Regions from separate parts of the Hordeum vulgare genome. Here all the other regions are linked to region 3. The links are chromatin contacts, called in public Hi-C and HiChIP or PLAC-seq maps. All regions are on one chromosome and are shown on one strand. Each heading gives the region's core, a stretch centred on a gene start, on an enhancer-like site or on the middle of the called end of the contact. The rest is flanking DNA. Distances are from core to core; before and after follow the strand shown.

The links. Hi-C and Micro-C count contacts between places; a contact is called where the count stands out from the background. HiChIP or PLAC-seq counts read pairs in DNA pulled down with a chosen protein or histone mark.
Region 1: a Hi-C map of seedling shows a contact between it and region 3, with 4 times the contacts expected there. The contact joins the promoter of LOC123410544 here to the promoter of LOC123412942 in region 3. A contact is called at or near these places in 3 of 6 Hi-C or Micro-C datasets (leaf and seedling).
Region 2: an H3K4me3 HiChIP or PLAC-seq map of embryo shows a contact between it and region 3, with 9 times the contacts expected there. The contact joins the promoter of LOC123411743 here to the promoter of LOC123412942 in region 3. A contact is called at or near these places in 4 of 6 Hi-C or Micro-C datasets (leaf and seedling) and 1 of 1 datasets of contacts at active chromatin or transcription factors (embryo).

What each region holds. Positions count from the first base shown.
Region 1 is chr7H:152,384,881-152,387,881 of MorexV3_pseudomolecules_assembly, forward strand. LOC123410544 (sulfofructose kinase) reads left to right here and starts at 1,436. Exons shown (of 10, transcript XM_045103496.1): 1 at 1,436-1,777; 2 at 1,873-1,947; 3 at 2,064-2,116; 4 at 2,287-2,437; 5 at 2,715-2,825. The coding sequence starts at 1,481.
Region 2 is chr7H:151,977,271-151,980,298 of MorexV3_pseudomolecules_assembly, forward strand. It overlaps LOC123411743 (tRNA(adenine(34)) deaminase, chloroplastic), which reads right to left and starts at 1,317. Exons shown (of 4, transcript XM_045104708.1): 1 at 1-1,317. The coding sequence starts at 1,302.
Region 3 is chr7H:152,151,223-152,153,922 of MorexV3_pseudomolecules_assembly, forward strand. LOC123412942 (G patch domain-containing protein TGH homolog) reads left to right here and starts at 1,362. Exons shown (of 17, transcript XR_006613635.1): 1 at 1,362-1,595; 2 at 2,287-2,377; 3 at 2,463-2,557.

The DNA.
Region 1 (3,001 bases), core at 186-2,685, 230 kb after region 3:
ATATCGACAACAATTGAGTCTGGGTCTTGATCCTCCCTCTAGACTACATTCCCATAGGCCTCCTTCCCAGCAATACGGTTGCTTGCTCGGCCACCTCTTCTCCCTCCACGACGCCCTTGACTCCCACCAGGGCCACATCCAACCCGGACCGTCCATGAGGCTCGAAGATCCTTATAAATTGTTCTATCGATACTGGAAGTAGTCCCTCGGGAAACATTTCAGGGCAGCCTGGTAAAAACTTCCACCATATAGTTGTGTAAAGAACAAACTACTTGATTAGAAGAAAGATATTACCGTATTCAAACGAGACTCCATTATGTGATGTTACAGTCATAAATATTAACTAAACAATGGGTTACTTTATAGCTCAATTCTTGATATATTTCTTTCATTCCTTCAACATAATGTCTCCAGTAAACACTAATGCAGATTTTGGATGGATTCCATCTCCATGCTCTTTAAACACATGACCCAAATATCCACATATTGCGCGCCAATCAGGGAGACGCTCATACTTAACCCTATAGATTTGCCTCTCCTTGTTTCTGATTAGGGACACCGCATTGTAGAAATTGCCCGCGAAATCATAGGAACCATTCTCTACATGTAGCACTTCTCCTACTTTTGGAGCCAGCGAAGGAATCATATGATCATATAACTCCGAGACGTCATGGATCTGGATCCAAATATCGACTGTGTCCAGCTTGACCTTGGAAGGCTGGGTCACTCCATCATACGCGGTAATGATGACGGCGTACCCTCTAAAGTTCTAGGGGCCCTCTTGCATAACTTGTTCCCAATCACCCAAGCAATTGAATTGCATAGTGTATATATTTTCTTCCAGCGACCTGCAGTTCACCGGTTGTGCGAGATCCCATGCAGTTTGCATAATCCTGAAAAACCAGCCTTGACTGTAGACCTTGTCGATGTGCACCCACGCCACTGCCATCCGTCCAACGACATCCTTAGGAACGACGATTTCATCAACCACCACGTCGTCCATGTCATCCTCTTGGAGGCCGAGCTCCATCATCAATCTCTCTATCTCCGTTGCGAACGAAGAGCCGCCATCCGCAGCCAACTTGCCTCCAACTTCTTTAGCCATCTTCTACCTCTTACTCGATCTCGAAATCATCGGATATGACAGGAGGAAACCTTAGCCCGAGCCGCTGTGACAAGGAGAAGATTCCTGAAACAGATCGACAAGAGGGAAGAAGCTCCGATCTCAACACTGGCTAAGGTCTCCGCGGAAAATCAGGGAAAACACGAAAGTGCAATAACCTTGCAAACCTAGCCTTGGCGTGATGGTAGATGAGTAGGGTGGGCTGGGTGGGCTGGCCCGGTGAATCCATCATCCATATGATGTCCGGCCTGCCTTATCCGCAAGTTGGGTTGTGTCTATGGAAGATGGTTTCGCTTGGACCTCTCATCGCCATCAAGTTGACTTGTTTGATATACAGTTTGCATAAAGAAAATAAAAATGATGCTGACGCTGCTGCACATCCCTCCACTTCCGATCAATCCTTGCTCTCCTCCTCCCCGCCGGCGCCGCTGCCCGCCTCCCATGGCCGCCTTCGCCTCCGCCCCCCAGCAATCCAAGCCCCTCGTGCTCGGCTGCGGCGCCGTATCTGTGGACTACCTCGCCACCGTCGCCTCTTTCCCCAACCCCGACGACAAGATCCGCAGCCTCGCGCTCAAGGTCGAGGGAGGCGGCAACGCCGGCAACGCCCTCACCGGAGCCGCTCGCCTGGGCCTCAGCCCAAGGATTATATCCAAGGTAAAGGCCGCATCCATCCCGGCTTCCTTCACTACCACCACCGTTGATCTATTGTATATATGCATACTCACTCCTTGCTCTTACTGCTAGAGTAGGTGTCCAATGATGCACTAGGAAAAAACATTCTCAAGGAGCTGCAAGACGACGGAGTAGACACTTCCTATATGGCGGTATGATACGCAATGCAGTTGCCTTACTCCATTTATTCCATTCCTATATGCAGCGGCATTCATCCATCATAATCCTACTTCATGTATATGACTATCTGTCTATCTTCTTATTCCAGATAGCAGATGGAGGAAATTCACCCTTCACCTATATAATCGTCGATAACCAGACGTGAGTGATAAATCAAAAGAACAAACTGTGCTGTTATGCTGTTTTTATACAAGTGATCTTTCTTCTCTTATTCCTTACTACATTGTTTTGCAAATGACGATGCTACTGCAGATATAGTTAAGAGTGTTTTGCTCCTTACCATTGTTTTATTCCTCCTTGTTCGTTTTCAGGAAAACTCGTACTTGCATACACACTCCTGGTTATCCCCCAATGAAGCCGGAGGAGCTCACAAAGGAAAACTTGTTTGCTGCTTTACATGGCGTAGACATGGTGTATTTTGATGTTAGACTGCATGAGACTGCTTTGCTTGTTGCAGAAGAGGTAATATTTTCCTGCCACAACATAACGTTTTCATCTTATTATAGGTATTTAAGAAACATGAGTGCATACATAATATTCGACTTCACTTCCATACATTGGTGAGCAGACAATTATATCAGAAACGGAAGTCTTATGTTATGTGTGAATGTTGGCATGTCGCACAAAAGTCAATCCATTACTTTTCTTTCTTAATGTTGCAATTTTTTCTGTTCTTTTTTTCTCTCTCATCCACATTGGTGTTGAGATTGATCTTCGTCTATGGGACAATCCAGTGCAGGCAAGCCAAAGAAAAATCCCTATTTTGGTCGACGCCGAGAAAAAGAGGGAGGGATTGGATGACCTTCTGAATTTTGCATCATATGTTGTATGCTCTGCAAAGTTTCCTCAGGTTAGTTTTTCTATTTCAAAAGAGTATTACTGTTAAGCTCTGCTACATTATGTTGTATGCTGTAACTATAGCTACGTATCTCTAATTATTTATTGGCATTACCTTAGTCAAGGAGTTTGATATTTTGAGAAGCTTGTGTGAATATCTTTTGTTGGATGGTTATTTCTTAGCACAAT
Region 2 (3,028 bases), core at 67-2,566, 170 kb before region 3:
AAGCACGTCCTCATATTCAGAATCCCTTCTTTCTCTTCTCTGGTCATGTTTCCTGTCATCCTCACTGTATCTTCGAGCACCAACATTCCTTGCCTCATCAGACTCAAACTCCCTCCTGTCTCTCCCTTCCATCACATCACTTCTTCGCCTGGTATCATCGCCGTCGATGTAACCCCTCTGCTCCAACCTCCTCCGATGATACCGATGCCTGTCATGTGCCCCATTCACATCCCTATTTTCCCTCCGCCGTCCACTGTACTCTGCTTCGCCGTAGTACTCATTTTCCACACCCTTCCTCTCACGGCAATCTCTACATATATCATCTTCTTCTTCTTTCCACTTCCTTCTAAAACTGGCCTTACCTGGCAGCTCCCACTGAGCGTGACCACATTCATCCTCATCCTCTTCATCATCCCAATCACTATGGCATTCCATCGAACAACTTCTGTGCGGCCACTGGCCACCCTCATACTCCCACACCTCCTGCCGCACCGCCCTCCCCAGCAACCTCGGCGTATCCCGATGTCCACAGCCAGTGCCGAGACGTAACCTGCCGCTGCCGTAGCTGCCGCAACCGCATCCCCGCGCCTTCAATCGCCGGCAACCCACTCCGAGATCCGACCGTCCAGCGCCCTGCCCGCAGCATCGGTGCCCGCGCCCCTCCAATCCCCAAGTAACGTGCTGAACATACGACCTTACACCGCCGCCACCGCCGCTGCAGCAGCAGCGGGCGGCCGCACGCCGGTGGCAGCAGCTGTGCGGCGGGGGCGGGGTCGGGAGCGGGGGGCGGAGCCGCGCGGAGAGGAGGAGGAGGTGAGTCGAGTGGCGGAGGAGGTACCCGTCAAGCAGGAAGCGGGGAGAGAGGTGAGGGTTGAGCGGAAGTAGCTCGCGGTGAGCACCGTCACCGTCGTAGTGCTGCTGGCTGCAGTGGTGCGACGGGGCGTAAGGGGAATGGGCGTTGTAGTTGTAGGCCGGCTTCGCGGCCCTGAGGGCGAAGGCGGCGGCGGAGTAGGAGCTGTACATGGCGGGACGCGGGACGCGCACGCGGCAGCCGACGGCGGTCCGGCCGCCGGTGAGTGGAGCTGTGGGCGTGGGGTTTGAGGTGGGAGTGTCGCCTCGGGCTGTAGACTGGATCGCCCGTGACCGGACGGACGCCAGGCCAGGGGGCTGCCAAAGCCAAACCCACCTGACATGCTTCCTCTGCTGTCCGATCGGAAATGGACGGCTCGGATTGAGCGCCACCGGTTCCTGACACTGGTTCAGTGAGCCAGCTGGGCGCATGCTGTGTGCCGGATCAGACATCGTCGTTAAATTATTTGCGTCACGCGACTGCTAGCGGTTTTAGCAGCTTGAATTGCGTGTACGCGACTAGTTTGCGTTTGGAAAAGGTGGTTTGCCGCGGGTCATGGGCGGCGCGACGACAAGATCCGAGATGTGGATGCAACGTGGGGTATCATGCCCCACAACATGGCCTCATCCTCACACGGCTTTGTTCCGTTTTAGTGGCATCAATGTTTTTTTTTCTAAATCTGATCTATTCATCAACTGTCAAGATACTAAAAAAACATGAGAAACAAAAAATTACGTTTAGATTTATAGACCACCTAACAACAATTACAAGCATTGAAACGAGTCGAAGACACGTCGTCTTCATCGCTCCTTCCTCGTCGGAGGGCAAACCTTGTTGTGGTAGATTGTTAAGGAGTCATCATGCTAAGGCCCCGCTGGAGCGGCCAATGACGGAGTGTGACCAAAACAAGGAGGACTTCATATTATACACACGATATACATCATTATTTATTATTTGTTGATGACTTGATCATTTCTGGGCATGTTTCAGTCCCAAGACTACTCATATACAATAGATCCCTCAAAACTTTTATAATGGTTTTGGGTAAACTATTAACTAAAACAAATCTGGTATTATATTGAGTAGAAATGTCCAGATCAACACCAAAGAAGCTGTCAAAAATACTTTTCATGTCAATGATACTCATGAAAACTTCGTTCATTTGCGTCATCCCTTCATTCTTTCGGCTAAAGACACATTTGCAACTTACAACTTTGTCGCGGATAAATTCAAGGCCAAATTGAGTGGCTACAAAGCCAATAAAGTCTCTCATGTTGGTAGGTTTGATCTTATAAACTCAGTCTTTTCCTTCATCCTTGTTTACTGTTGTCAAGCATTTTTTCAGAAAGCTTATAGCCAAACTCACTACTATCACTATACATTTTCTGGTGGACATGAATTAGGGATGAACCCAGCTCTAAGGGCCTCTGCCTCGGGGCTTGGAAAGACATTTGCATCAGCAAATGTGAAGGAGGTCTAGGCATTAGTGATATGCAAACAATGAATACACGCCTCGTCCTTTCGACTACGTCGAGAATTGCTGAAAATCTTGATAGTCATATTTTCAAAGTCCTAAAATCCAAGTATTTTCGTGACACTTCTGTTTGGAGAGCCAATCCTAATATCCCTAAATCATTCATTTGATCTCGGCCATGGTGTGCCCCAATTCTTTATTCTAACTCCTACTACATAATTGATGGGATTTCTTCTATTTGGAGCTCTCCTTGGTGCCCTATTTGGAACTCAATCTATGATCACATCATCATTTGACCAGGGTATTCTAGATATCTGCTAGGGTGAAATATCTTTGGCTGCCAAATTGTAAGGCTTGGAATGCTAACTTAATAACAACTATGTTTGGGAAGCAAGCAGCTAAGGCTATATAGCAGACACCTATAATTCTCATAGAAGGACATGACATACTATGTTGGAAGCCTCCTCCCTTGGAAAAATGCACTTCCAAAAGTGCATACAAGACAATCCTACAGTTTCTACAAGACCAGGGGAACCAAGAGCAAGACAAGTACTCGAAGATACAAAGATTATTATAAAATAGATTTGAGCAAACAAAGAGATGGTTCCTAGAGTAAAAAACTTTAGCATGGATGCTTCTTAGGAAAGCAATACCAACATGTATGAGAGCGGGTAAATTCTCTTCTCACATAAACAAACATCGTT
Region 3 (2,700 bases), core at 112-2,611:
TCATGCTACAATTGCTACTACAATCATCAGCTGCTTCTAGTAGAATGATCATATTTTTGGTCATGTTATTTGTAAGTTTTTCCCTCGCAGATGCAACATTTGTTTTTTTACTTTTCATGTGAAGAAACTTGTCAAACAGGGACAATTGTGACTAGCATCCTACATGAGCAACACATATACATCATAAACCATAGATTCATATCATGACTAATGCTTTCATATCATAACCTTTATGCAACATGGACATTATTTGAGAAATTTTTTGTTGCAATTCCTAAACTGAATTTCCTGAAAGCGGCAATTCATATACATTTAGTAAACAAAGGTTCAGTGAACAGAGTATAGATGGTGATGCACTACTCACATTGATGCATATGTCAGAACAAAATCAATAACATGGTGTTTTTTCAACTCAATTTGATGCATACTTTATGTGAATCTAGGGTTCGTTTGCAACTTACCCAAGCTTGTGAGGAGCTAGCGGAGGAGCCATTAGCTGAGAAGATAGGAGGGTTCCGGAGCTCCCCTGCAGCTCCAGACCGAATGATGCGCTCTCCAGCCAGTATTGGGGCCGATTTGGCATGCGTGCTGGTGGATGGAGCACCGGAGCTTCGATCCATGCATGGCGGCCGACAACATGGAGCTGACGATGTGGTCACTTGCCATTGCGCGAGGGAGGTGATCGACTTGCTGCAGACGATGACGTAGTTGCTTCCCACGCGTCGGAGCTATGAAGAAGCTGTTGTCTAGGAGCTCCTTAGGAGGTGAAAGCGGAGTTGCTGCACAGGAGGAGGTGCCGTCGGGGAGAGCTACAAGTCGGGGTCGAGGCGGAGTTGCTGCTGTCGGGGGGCTACCATCGTAGGAGCTGTCGCTGGAATCTCGCCTCGCCCTGCTTCAGGGCAGATGCAGAGGACGAGTGTGTGGGAGGAAGGGGAATTTGCTTCGAGCTCACAGTTTCAGGTGTCGTTGGAGCATCACAAGGACCAAACTTGTTTTGTCTAGTTGCATTGGGACACGTGTTGTCGACCGACCGTGTCGAACATACCTGGCTACTGACGGCTATTTCGGCGGCTGTTAATCCCGACTTAACAGCCGCGTGCCGCCTAGCAGCCGCCTCCATATATATCTTGTACGTATTCTTGTTCACACAATTTCAGAGTAGCATCTGGAGCGCCTTTTGGGCCTAGCCCATATGTGGTACTGTATTTCTTTTTTGATGTGGCATATGTGCTATTTATCGCCACGAGGGTACTCCAAGCTGGGCCAAGTACATCATAGTCTCGTCCGGATCTGAAAGGGAAAAAAGACCTATAGTCTCGGGCTCTCGGCCCACCCCTTTTACCACCGCGGACAGACCCACCGGCCGCCTATCGGCAATTTTCCGTCCTGAACCGTCGTCGTGTACCAGCCTTCGCCGCCAGCGAGCTAGGGCTTCCCACTCCTAGGCTCCCGCGGCCATGGCTTCCCACGACGACGACCAGGACCTCGTGGTCTACGGGACACCGATCGAGCGGGAGGAGGACATCTCCGCCCGCAAGCGCCGCGCCGTCGCCGACGCAGGCCAGCTCCGGGCCCTCCCCGCCTGGAAGCAGGAGGTACCCCGCCCCGCCACCCCGCCACCACATCCACTCTCCGTGTATCCTTTGTAGTTAAGCATCAGGGTGTATTTTCTCCCTTCTATGGGGTTCATTGATGGCGCATTAGTTGGTAATAGATTTCAGCTATGATCATTAGCAATTTCGTAGTTTAGCAGCAACGCATGCTAGTCTATACATCTGGGGCTGTCGGGAAAGCGAGTTGTTCTTCAATTTAGCGTTTATGACAGAATCGTGTTTAGTGTTTTCGAATCAATTGAACTTCTTTAATAGTGTTTTGTTGCGGTTGGGGATGCTGCAAATGTTCTTCAATTTAGGGTTTATTTGACGGAATCGTGTGGAGTGAGCTATGGTGATGTTCTGGTTTGTAGTAAGGTTGCCACGCTTAACCTTTGGCTTGCAGTTGCGGTGCGCCACACTTTCTTAGCCACATGGTCCAGATGTCATAGGCTCTTTTTCTTTTTGGCCCAATATTGCCATGCTTATGGTGACCATTTTGTTCATCACACCTTTTGTGGCAGCACAGTTTGCCTGATATTAGTTCTGTAGATATTTCCTTCTTTTATTACCAACTCGTTGGACACTTGGATTTTCTCTTCTGTTAGCATTGCCATGAAATTGTGTAGCATATGATTTGTTTTAAGTAATCATACCTCTTCTTTATTAAAGATTAGATGTGATTGGAGTGTAGGTCAGGGATGAGGAAGGACGGAGAAGATTTCATGGTGCATTTACTGGAGGCTTCTCTGCTGGCTTCTACAATACTGCTGGCTCAAAAGAGGGTATGTTGCCTTAAGATTACGATTCTAATATTTGACAGTATCACAGAAGAAATGAGTGGGATTATAAAAATGTCATTCACTTTAGGATGGACGCCACAGACATTCACATCTTCACGAAAAAGTAGAGCTGAGCATAAAAAGCAAAGCATATATAATTTTCTTGATGAGGAAGATATCAAGGTATGTAATGCTTTTTCTCTTCTACCTCACCTTCTGTATGAATTGATAATTTGCAATCATACACTGTTTTGTTCTATTTCAAATCATGGTACTCCATACTGGACTGCCCAACGTTTAATGTTTTGAGTGTGAATGCAAACACG